Linked DNA regions of Ovis aries: region 2 is linked to region 1. The links are chromatin contacts, called in public Hi-C maps. All regions are on one chromosome and are shown on one strand. The core of a region is the stretch at or near the end of the contact, and the rest is flanking DNA. Distances in the headings are between cores, read along the strand shown.

Evidence for each region. A called contact is a pair of places that touch in the nucleus more often than the background predicts.
Region 2: a Hi-C map of hypothalamus shows a contact between it and region 1, with 3 times the contacts expected there. The contact joins two enhancer-like sites. A contact is called at or near these places in 6 of 16 Hi-C or Micro-C datasets (hypothalamus, liver, mixed tissues and 3 more).

What each region holds. Positions count from the first base shown.
Region 1 is chr1:188,561,509-188,567,622 of ARS-UI_Ramb_v3.0, forward strand. It overlaps ADCY5 (adenylate cyclase 5), which reads right to left. Exons shown (of 21, transcript XM_027956458.3): 9 at 3,655-3,677; 10 at 2,176-2,320; 11 at 869-966. Among named protein-coding and RNA genes, the nearest start is that of ADCY5, 120 kb to the right of the region's middle. Within about 2 kb of position 3,788, at least 2 of the 54 cell types and tissues checked have an H3K27ac peak or open chromatin away from gene starts, as enhancers often do. A contact at or near this core is called in hypothalamus, where this site is marked.
Region 2 is chr1:188,719,743-188,725,856 of ARS-UI_Ramb_v3.0, forward strand. It overlaps HACD2 (3-hydroxyacyl-CoA dehydratase 2), which reads right to left. Exons shown (of 9, transcript XM_042232294.2): 9 at 4,897-6,114. Among named protein-coding and RNA genes, the nearest start is that of ADCY5, 37 kb to the left of the region's middle. Within about 2 kb of position 2,954, at least 14 of the 54 cell types and tissues checked have an H3K27ac peak or open chromatin away from gene starts, as enhancers often do. A contact at or near this core is called in hypothalamus, where this site is marked.

The DNA.
Region 1 (6,114 bases), core at 2,538-5,037:
GAATGGGGTGGGTGTTGATTACATTAATTACTTTTCTGTATGCTTGAAATGTTGCTTAATGAAAAGTAAAAGATGTGTATATATGCATACATATGCATATATATATACACATACATAAATACATATGTGGAGCGGTTATCTTTCTCACTTAGCTGTGAGTCTGCAGTGATTGACTAGCTAACAAACACTTCATTTCAGCCCACTTCCAAGTGGCTCCCTCAGAAGACACGGGCCTCTCTCAGGACACAGCCAGTCCTCAGAAGAGTTCATGTACATCTCTTTGAAAGATGCCTTCAGAATCTGAGACCCAGTCTTTGAAATATCCAGAGTAGCAGAAAACCCTTATCTTAAAAAAATGTATTTATTTTTTGTTTTGGCTGTGCGGCATAGCATGTGGGACCTTAGTCCAACCAGCAGTCCAAATTCAACCCGCACCCCCTGCGTTGGAAGCACAGAATCTTAACTACTGGACCACTGAGGAAGTTCAGCCTTTCTCTTTTAAAGATGTATTGACTTTTTGCAAGAACCAAAGGTCACACAGAAACCAACCTGGTGAATACTTTGGGTGATTCAGTGGGCAACAGTGGTCTGTGTTAAAACAGGATGAGAGGATGAAGTGGAGAGAAGCGGTGTCCCATGCGCTGGCTGGGCCCAGATAGAAGTTTCCCACAAAGAGCACTTCGCCTCCCCATCTGGGAGGAGGCAGACCTCGGCTTCCTTGTTCCCCTGAGCACACATCTGGAGACTTCTCTCCTATCTGAGCAAACTCAGCTCAGATCCCACCCCGTTCTGATCTCCTATGACCTCTTCTTTGCCCCTGGAGCCCCTACAGCCAGAAGCGGTTGCCTGGAAGGGACGAGGTACTCACTGGGGCACAACGGTGATCTGGACAAAGCAGATGAAGAGGAAGACAAGCGAGGCACAGGCCACGTAGGCACCGAATCGGTCATCCACTTGCTTGGAGTACTGAGAGGACATAGACAGGGGGAGGGGGCGGAGTCACCCGGCCAGTCTGCTCCAACCCCCTTCACCCCAGACACAGCCGGGACCGTCCACTCCCGACACCTGGAAGGCCAGGTCAAGACAGCACTGGCCTCAGATCTCAAGGAATCAGTCCACTCACCACACTGTGGTGGCCGTGGGTAGGGCGGCTGACTATGTTAAACCAGAAACTCTGCAGGCTGGGTCACCACGGGAGTGATCCATAACGATCATGGCACGCGTTCCTGGGTGCCACCTACACACTAGGACACGTGCCGGAGCCTGCAGGCACCACCGCACATCCTCATAAGAGCCCCAGGAAACAGGCACAGGACTGCTGCTGTTTCTGTGTCAGAGATGAGCACGCTGGGACTCAGAGAAGCCAGGCGACTTGTCAAGAGTCACAGAGTTCATCTCCAAGGTCCTAACTCCCAGCTCCCACCCCTCCCATGACATCAACCAGCTGGAAGAATGGCTGTGCTGGCAGAGAGAGGGTAGTGCATGAGTCAGTTCCATTTATGCCGGTAAGCAGACCAAGCTGCCTTCTCATAGCTTCCCCCTCCTGATCTGGTGTGCCTTACTTGGCCACGATCATGCGTTCATTCGATCCCATGCTGCCCAAACACAAGGCAGACCCTGTGACGTGTAGCTGAGGCCCTGGACCTGTTCTGTCTGCTTCCGGCTCTGTCACCACCTCACTGGGTGGCCTAGGGCAAGTCACCCAACTACTCTGAGCTTTAAGAGCTCTTGAACATCCCTTCCAACTCGAATACTTTGAGGTTCCAGTGTGCCAAAGGCAGCTGATGGTCCATTTGTCATTATAATAACAATAATACACACAGCAATATTTACTGAACATCTACTATGTGGCAGATACTGTTTCCTGTGTTTTACACACATGGACTTGTTTAATCCTCACTGACACTATGAAGTAGGTATGCCGAATATCCCCATTTTCCAGATAAGGAAACTGAGGCACAAAGAAATTAAGATTTACCTTTTTCCACCAAGAAAGTCTTCCTAAAAGCCCCATTTCCTGGTTAGGACAGCATCAGAGCTGGGGAAATGGAGGTGGCAAAGAGGCACTCTTTCCATGGTAAGGGAAGTGGGAAGGGAGCCAGCTTGTTGCTTCTACCCCCTCCCTGTGGTCCTGATTCTTCCTGGGGCCCCTCCTTCCCACATGGGGTGCTGTACCTTCTTCTCTAAGTCAGGCTCCCTGAAGGTCAAGAGGAACTTGCGAACATGTTCGGATCGCAGCCTGTCGATGCTCCTGGCATCAATGGCACGGCCCAGAAATTCATCCACTTCATCCTCAGGGTTCGAACTTTCCTGGGCATTCCTGGTGAGCAAGGAACCGCAGACACAAGGCAGGCTTACCACCAGGGGGCGCTACCGCCAGGGGACTGCCGGCTCAGCCCCTGTACCCAGACCCACCAGAGGGGCTGGATCAACTCTGATTAGGGGGTGGGAAGTTGAGAGTGACACCAGGCCAGCCAGAAGCCTAGGCGCTTACATGCGCAGAAAGCTGCCCCGTGGGCTGTGGGGGCTTCACTGACCATAGTGAAAATGAAAGTGTTAGTCACTCAGTAGTGTCCATCTCTTTGCCACCCCATGGGCTGTAGCCTGACAGACTTCTCTGTCCATGGGATTCTCCAGGCAAGAATAATGGAGTGGGTTGCCATTCCCTTCTCCAGGGGATCCTCCCGAGCCAGGGATTGAAGCCAGGTCTCCTGCATTGTGGGCAGACTCTTTACCATCTGAACCACCAGGGAAGCCCCCTGACCATAAGGATTTTCTAACTCTATTGGTATATATATTATTATACGATAAATGATAAAACATGTAGCCCACCAGGCTCCTCTGTTCATGGGATTCTTCAGGCAAGAATACTGGAGTGGGTTGCCATGCCCTCCTCCAGGGGATCTTCCCGACCCAGGGGTCGAACCTGCGTCTCTTACATCTCCTGGATTGGCAGGCGGGTTTTCTTTACCACTAGCACCACCTGGGAAGCCCATATATGTTATATATGACAATGATAGTATGAATTATCATCAAAGGTTTGTTTTTCCCCCTGCAGGTAACAATCTCTGCTCTTCACTCTTTCACTGTACCATCCTCCTGAAATCAAAGGCTGAGACCAGAAGGCAAGACCTCTGCCACAAGGCCTGGGAGCCTCCTGGCTGCTCTCGCCTGACTCTAGGGACTCTATGGGAAACATGTTGCACAATCTTTTGGTGCTGAACTAAACACTCTACTTCTAGAGTGAAGCCCAGTCCTTGAGTGGGATTTCTGACAGCCCCAGAGACAGGGGAGTGGAGGAGAGAGAAGGGGATACTCCCTCGGGTCCCTGGGGTATGGCCAGGAGCTGGCGGCCAATGTTTAAGGCCCTCCCCATCCTGGGAGCTGCACGTGTGTGTGTGTGTGTGTAGTTGTATTTGTGCACGTGTGTGTGTGGAGTGGAGATTATAAATGGGCGATACCAAGACCCAGCCTCTCTGCAGGGGCCTGGGCTCCAGGGCTGCTGGTTTCTCAGGCGCAATGGGCTCTGTTCACTTGTGGCCAAGACTGCGTGTCCTGGGCTCATCCTCTATAGAGCAGAGAAACCGAGCTCCAGGCAGCTTGGAGACAGCCCCCAGACCGAGGAGCAGGATTGAAGGAGGGCACGTGACTCACTTGTCCTTGGGGTCTTCAAAGCCCTGAAAAAGAGGGATGGAAAGAGGAGGAGAGGAGAGTGAGAACAGAGGGGATGAAGACACGGAGGCTGCAGCTCATCCTCTGTCCACAGTTCACCCAGAGCTTGGACACAGACAGCACTGTACTCGGCCGTCCACTCCTTCCTTCATTTGGCAAACACAGCTGGGGTTGGGACAGGCTCCATGCTAGACACTGGGGGTGCACTGTGATTTCACTTCCTCCACTGGCAAGATCCACGTGTCTGAGCTCTTCCAGTCCCCACACCTGATTCCTTGTCTTTCTCCAAACCTCCCGTCACTTTCCTCCTGGACCATGGGCTTGGTGGTATATACGTGTTACTTGCTCAGTTGAGTCTGACTCTTTGTGACCCCATGGACTGTAGCCCACCAGGCTCCTCCGTCCATGGGATTCTCCAGGCAAGGGAGTGGGTAGCCATTCCCCTCTCCAGGGGATCTTCCTGCCCAGGGATCGAACCCATGTCTCCTGCATTGCAGGCAGATTCATTACCGTCTGAGCCACCAGGGGCTTGGTGGCTACCCTCTCAATTCTTCCACCTACTTAGATGGAAATAAGAGAAACTGCTAAGTCAATGAGTCCCCACATGCCTGTGCACACCCATGCACACACAGCTCATGGACACTCACCTCCTACCACTGCCAAGCACACAGAGAATCTGGGAGTTCACAAGTTTTGAGCTTAAGAAAATGAAACTCTGGTCACCTGAAACAGCTTTTCTGGTATCTGAGAATCTGTGTTCCTGTTAGGCTGGGGGTGGCTGGGGACCCAGGAGATGAGATACCTGTAGTCAAACCTGCCCCGCTTGACTGCTGTTCTGAAGTTCACTCACAAAGGGCAGAGGTGAGGGTGGGAGGGGCCCCTACGAGTTACCAACCTCAAGGCCCTACCTAGAGTCCATCACAAAGTCCACGAAGGATAGCGGTGTGTCAGGGTCTGACTGTGACGGAAGGGAGGGAGGGGCCCCTCCATGGGGAGGGGTGGGACTCTGGAGGCAGGGCGGGAGGCATAAGCACCCAGGGCAGGTAGCTTCAGGTCGCCAGGACAAGGGCAGAGGGTGACCTCCTGTCCCCGTGATCCCGTGTGGAACATACTGCTGGGCAGACAGGGGGCTGGTAAATGTCAGGGGGCCCAAACCCCAGAGGAACACATCTCTCTTCATTCCCACTGAGGAGGGGGACTTATGTTGTTCTCCAGGAGTCAGAGCTTTCCAGCTCTGAATAAACGTGGGGCCCATGGGAACTGAGGTGTCTGTGCCTCAGGGGCCTTGGCAGCCCCTAGTGCCACATCCAAGGGCCCGACCGTGGGCTCTGAGTGCCTCCTGGGCTGCCCGATGGTGGCCTTCTCTTCTCCTTGTCCTCTGAGAACCTCCAAGCTCTCCATCCCAGCTACAGATCTGGCCCACCACACCGTCCCTGCTCGAGGCTGGAGGAGCCGGGGTCACTCAGGTGAGTGCCCCATCTGGGGGCAGGCGGGACCCCTCAGGGCACAAGGCCCACTCCCCACAGGCCATGGTGCAGGGCTGGCCTGCTCACCTCCACCACCGGGGCCAGCAACAGTTTTACTCAGAGGACGTCCAAGCCACATTATGCCTATACTGGTCTCTACAGCTCAGTACTAGAGCTGAAATGTTTCTAAGAAACCTGTCTCTGACTTTCTCCAGCGTTCCTTTGGTCATTTGTATGGGCCCCTGTTGGGGGCTGTGTCCGCTCTAGGCTCCCTGAGTGCTGGCTTGGAGTGGTGAGGAGACGACTGTCGGAAAACACTGTGGTGGATGAACCACAGCAAAGGGCCTCTGAGAACACAAGCCAGAGGCTCCCCTGGTGGTCCCATGGTTGAGAATCCGCCTTCCAATGCCGAGGATGCGGGTGTGATCCCTGGTCAGGGGACTAAGATCCCACTTGCCTTGGGGAAACTAAGCCTTCCTGCCGTAACCTCAGAGCCTGCACGCTCCAGAGCCTGTAACAAGAGAAGCCCGTGCACCACGACCAAAAACCCAGGAGCCACAGCTAGAGAAAGCCTGTGCGCCCCAACAGAGAGCCCGCTTGCCACCAGGAAGCCCTGGAATGGCAAAAACAGACAAACACAGAAGCAACCCGCAGGCCAGCGGACTCCGCCCCGGGAGGAGGGCCCTCGGATGGGCTCCTGCAATTCTGCCTCCGCACTTCTGGGTAGCAGCTCAGCCCAGGTTTCTGTCTGCTCCCCGAGCCCCCACCTTACACACTCCCCTGCCAACCTGTGTATTAATAAATAACCTTAGAGACTTTACGACACAGGCCTAAAGCAGTGCAGCTCCTCACTATGCCTAACAAGCTGGGTAAAAGATGGATCAAGATTTAAAGAAGGAAGCTTCTGACTGCTAGTTACTACCCTCTAAGTGCTCTCGGTCACTGCTTAATCTAATTCCCACCCTCCACCCCATCT
Region 2 (6,114 bases), core at 1,704-4,203, 160 kb after region 1:
CCAAGGTCCCTCTTCATTCTCCCAGCATGTCTTGGCTCCTTCCCAAGGAAGAAGAATAGTAATCGTCATGCTCAGGTTCAAGATTCTGATGGCGCTCCATCTGCTCGTGAGAGGCAGTGGAGTCAATGGGCGTTAAAAGGTTGGTGTACAGGGGGGATGGGGCCTCTTCCGGCTCTTCTCGCCATGAAGTGGTACGCAGAGCCGGATCTGCTTTTTCTGCCTGGATGCTTTCCTGTCCTTCCCAGCCCAGGCCAGCCTGGTGCCAAGCACGGCGGCCCATGCATGCCATCTTTAAACCTCCCTTCCCTGGAGCCGGTGATGTGTTGGGTCAGCCTTTCTCCCTATCACAGGGGTAGGATCTAAGATCTGGGATGAACAAGAATGTGGTGAGAGGTAAGCTGAGCAGGCCTCACAATTGCCTTTTAGTCTGAACCACTACTTCTTACTAGCTTGGAAATCATGAGTGTTCTGTGAGGAGCTTCCCAGGATGCTTTCCTGGGGCTCGACTCAGTTAACCACTACACATTTTGTCCTCCCTCCTTTCTTTGGCTTACACCTTCATTAAAGATGCAAGGAGCAGGGAGGAAAGATGAGAGTTCTGGGCCAGAACTCAGTATTGCTGGGCCCCCACTGGTACGACTCCAAAGCCATACCATTATTTCCAACATTCAGCCAGTAGTACCCCAATTTCAACCCTAAGACAAAGGCCACAGAGTCTACACTGGATTTCACAACAAGGAGGTCACTAGTGTCCTGGAAGAGAGAGGCGCCAGCAGGAGGAGTGGTGGGAGAGATGGGAAGAGTGGGCGGTGAGAGCAGAGGAGCACTGGCAGGGCCTCTCCCAGAGAACAGGAGGAGGGAGGGAGGAGGGCTGGGGTCAGGGCCAAGTCGGGGAGACGCTCTATGGGAGGCGGTGGCGGAGAGGAAGCACAGCGAGGAACGGCTGCAGTGAGGTCCTGGAGCGTGGGGGAGGGAAACATCTATGGAGTACAAGGGAGGGATTAACTTTGGACAGAAGGTTGCCCCATCCATTCCAACAGGAGGTAAAGCGAAGGGTATGCTCTGTATGGGTAAGTCTCTAGGGGTGGGAATAGAGAGCTGAAGCAATTGCTACCTGATGGTAGATTTCTGTTAAACTGGGGGTGCAATCTGGGACTGGGAGTGAGTCAGAGGTCTAAGGGGGATCGAGTTTAAGAGAATCCTGGGCAGTGCCAGGCAGGCAGCCCCCAGGGTGAGGCACGGGCAAGGGGAGAAGGCACATGATCTGAGCTTGGGGTTTTGCCAAGAGGGTGGGATGGGAGGGCAGAGGGCATGGGGGTTCCTGATTACAGTGGTCAAATGGTGGAGTCTGGCAGAAGGTTGGGAAGGTTGAGGGGTCGTGGGCATAAGAGACTGGGGAATAGGGAGATGGGAAACAAGAAAGGGTTAGGAGCTCCAGCAAAGCCATGATGGGTGTGGGCAGCAGAGGGCAGGGCACAGCCCTGGAGCTGCCCTTGTGTGGGTGGGGCAGAGAGCTGGTCCCAGCTGTCTCACTGTGTGGCCCTGGAAAAGTCACATGCCCTCTCAGGTCCCAAGTTTCTTCTGCACAGAGACTGATGGCTTCCCTGGCTTTAAGGATCTATGAACATGGTGAGCTGACATGGGGAGGATGCCAACTGACAAGGGCCCAGAGCAAAAGGAACTCTGGGGACTTGTCACATAACAGGGCACAGCAGGACAAAGTAGCCAGCACCTGGGGGTATTCAGGATTGACAGTGAAGTCAGGAAGACCCCGGGAGCTTCAAGGACCCGAGCCTGAATAAAGGGCGCTGGCAGCAGAAGCTTGAGAAATCTGGGGTGTGGGCACAGGGGCAGTGGGGGTTGGACTGACCCAGTTTGGGGCTGCAGTTCCATCTGGGTCTTCTCAGACAAGCTCTCATCCACTGGTAAGCTCCCTTCAGATGCAGCAGAAACAAGTGAAGGGGAGACCCCATCCAGGGCTGCCGACTTCTGGGCTCTCAATCTAATGTGCAATTCATTTACCTATTTGGGATGGTTGTTTTTTAAAAAACAAACAAACAAACAAACAAAAAAAAAACAAGGAAAATCTTCCCAGATCCCAGGCTAAGCCCTCTTTTGTTTTTTTTTTTTTCCCCTCAGGATGTATTCATGTTCTCTGATGGGGAAAGCTGCCAACAGATTAGCATTTTTCATGGTGTTCAAGGAGCTTTAGCCCTGAAGATGTTTCAAGGATAAGGTTGAAAGTGGCTTTGGCCCTGCATCAGCTCCCCCTTTCTTGGAGATTCACAAACTGTGTTCACATGAGAAAAGATATACAAAGTCCAGCAGGAGAGAAAACTTTTCAACTTTTTAAACCACAGAAACCCCCCACTCCCTAACATACTTGTACTCCCACTGCCCCCAGAACTAATATTCTGTGGATTCCACTTTGACATACACTAGAAAAATAAACAAACCACCTGCAGTAGACTATCTGCCCTGGCACAAACAACTAGTGTGGCTGTGAGGGATTACACATGCCTTGGGTGATCTACTGGGTATGGCCAAAATTGGTGTCATTTAAACAGCTCGTGGGGAAGACTTTAAGCCTGTTAAAGAGTAAGAATAATCCCTGGCATGAATAGAAGTATTTTAAATCTGTGAGAAAACTCACAGTCCAAGAGTCAACTCACACCCACAGAGTGTACTGGACACGCTGCAGACAAGCATTCTCGGGGCCAGACGCGGCCTTATAAGGTGGCCTGACATTTTCTCATGGCCCAGGCCACCCTCCAAAAATATCCAGGGACAGAAGAAGAGCGGGAACTGACCTCCCTGAATGTTTCAGAGATTAACAAGCAGGCTCTCCATTAAGCAGGAGCACTAACACCTGCTTTATGACCAGCTCCAATATCTCTCATTTCAAAACCAGGCAGCCTGCGGCAGTCCCAGCCAGGGAGGTCTCCGCAGCAGGAAGAGAACAGCTGGAGCCTCAAAGCTCAAATCCAAACTGGGGTTTTTTGCTCTAAAAAAGTGTTATTTCCTGTACCCCTCCAAAACACGAGGCTGCCTTTCCTTTATATGGACAATAGAAGTCTGTGACTGACCTTTATTAGTGCGCCTTTCTGCCCTTGGGTCAAAGCTACGTTCCAAACGCCTTGGATTCCCCAGACCTCCAATCGCTTGTGAGGTGCTGCCCCCCAGTGGGGCCACCCAGCTATGACAACACGGAGGCGGAAATGGCCTTAGGGCTTTAACTAAGTCCAGCATGGAAAAGCATCGGGATTGCATCCACGGTCACGGTCATAGATAGATGTGGAAGCGCTGCCATGGTAATAAGTCCATGTTCTGGAATTAGTGAACAGAAAATACAATTTCCAAACATAAACAGATTTATGAAAGGGGTATTAGGTGCTTAAAGTACACTGCCTCTCACATATTTTATTTTTGCTTATCAAGTGACTCTTAGGGTGAATTGCCTTTTTGTGGGGAAAAAAAGATTATTTTTGGTAATGAGATCTTGCCCTGTAACAGTAAGGGTTATATCTCTAAATCTGAAAAAAGAAAAAAAAACAACCCAGATTAGTTTCTCACATGTTTAAATCAAAGTGTAGGTCAGAAAAACCTACACAGCTCTCTTCTAACTCTGGTTCCTAGTTGCAGGCAGGGGAATGTTAATAGGTATAGCTATTTTTGGTAATAAATGTTTAGAACAGTTTCTTCACCACCAAACTATAACAACGAACTAGTCTATTTGTAATGCTGGAATAAAAAAAATATACGGAATTGCAAAGCTAGTTTCTTCATTCTTGTTAAAGGGAACAGAACAACAGAGCAGTATTTTCGGAATACTGTGTGTAGCAGTGGGCCTCAATTATACCAATGGTAATTCCTAAGGCTGGAGCTTATGTTAACATAGTACACATAATTGCTATAAAATATGACAATGACAAATTACAAAGACCTGGCTGGTTTCCCATTGCCACTCTAAGATGGAAAAGTTGTATTTTCTGGATAGCCTCTACTATTAACTTTACCATCTGTTCCTCAGTTTCAGCTGAAATAATTTTCTTTTCATAAATGTGCCTATCTCCAAAGTAGATTAGCTCTATACGAGGAGAGAGGCTGTTCTAACCACTATGCTGGTAATTTCTGTGATCAGACAGCATTCAGAAAAAATATGCTCCTCTTTGGAACATTTGCCACAGTCCTGGACAAGGGTGACACCTCTAGGACCTGGGAGACTCCGGTGGGCTCATGCCCCTGCTGGAGGCACCCTGAGACCACCTAGAGACATAACTAGAAAGGGACTGGCACATGGACACATTAGCACTTTTGAGGGGCAGAAATCTGGGGTCTAGAACTAGCAGGATGGAAGCAGCCGAGCTGAGTATCCTCTCAGTCTTTCTCCCCGCTTGTTACTGTGAGTAAAGCAGTTTCTAGGATTGCTCTGTGCTTGGAGGTATTTTTAGGAGGAGGTACTGGACCGCTTGACCAAGTGCTTGTTTCATAAGGTGAACATTGCTGGGCAACAGTATTTCCTCTCTTATATTAGACAAATTAGATTAAAACACATACATACACACTGTAAGACAAGGGCCCTCCAATCTTTTACTGATTAATTTTTTATTTCTCCTGGTCGCCTATATGATGAATCTGTCCTGTCCTTCTGCAGCCAGATTGGAGGTTAGCAAGGTAAGCTTGAATACTGACTGCTTGGAAGAATGATTTTTTCGAAACCTCAATATAATTTGTCTGCTTTTCCTTTAAGTGTAGAACCATTATGAAGAGCAGAAATAGATTTAAGAACTTTAAGAAAGAGCTGGAATCCATAATGGAACTGAAACTTCCATAATCCTACAATACCATTTTCAGGCCAACTCAATGTGAAAAATCACCAGATCTACTGGTCGGATATCAAATCCAGGCAGAGAACACACCAGTTTATTTTGAAATGCAACACAGATCAGTATTTTATGAATACAACTTATTTCTACATTATCAGGTAAAAACAGCTTCCAAATGCATGCATAGAAAGTTAAGCATAGTCTTTGAACTCCTTATTTCTAAATATACAAAAAATACATTTAAATTATATAATTTTAGTGAATCAAAGACTTATAAAATTACAGTTTTGGTTTTCACAACATAGAAAAAATATAAAAATGACTTTATATATGGTTGTATAATTTTTTACCCAAATTTCAAAGGAGCGGTATGTACCAATTTTGTCTTACAATGCTTTATCCAAAACTCAGAATTGAAACTAATTTGCAGGTTGTACCACATCAATGCCAACCTTTTATTATAAATGAATAACCAAAAACACAAGTGGAAGTGAGGGCACAATCTCTTCACATGCCTCAAAGCTACACCTTCTAAGCCCTTCCTCTCGGAAGTTTGCTCCAGGGGAACGTTTCCATCAGGTGGATGTGCTTTATTCCATGACTAACTCTCCACAGAGCCTTTGAAAACAGTCAGTATGTGTTAAATCAATGACTCCAACCTTAGCAAACAGAACACAGCAAGATGCAGATTAGCAGCTTGTGTCGATATGGCACTACTGCATATCTCAAAGAATTCTTTGCCAGAAGGTGGTCCCCGAAGAGGGGGTCTGAAGCACCCAATCAGGTAGGGGTTGGGGGGGGGCAGACGATGCCTTTGACTCTGCCTGGAAATGAACGTGGTTGAGCCTGACAAAATACCCCCCAAAACACCACCTTCCTCGTCCACACCTTACAAGACGCGATATGCGGTGGGTTAGACGCTCTCAGCTCATAAACGAACACCACCACTTCCAAAGAGAAACGAATCCACATTAGAGATAAAGAAACCAGTTACTGAGAGAGGTGACTGAAGGACACAGTGCATGCCTTACTTATCTGCAACGAGCATTTTAAATGTGGATGGACAAAAATACACACTGGGGTTGAGACCCTTTTTGAGAAGGGAGTTATTTGCTGCATTCTTGTTGTCAAAGTTTAATTGGATGCATGACCACTATTTGTGACAGATTGTTTTTCATAAATAATGACAAATTATAATAGAGAGGCCTGAATAAAACTCCCAATCCAGCAATCCTGGAAAATTTGCATTTTTCATCCCATCTTCTATAACTATTTCAAACACAAATGA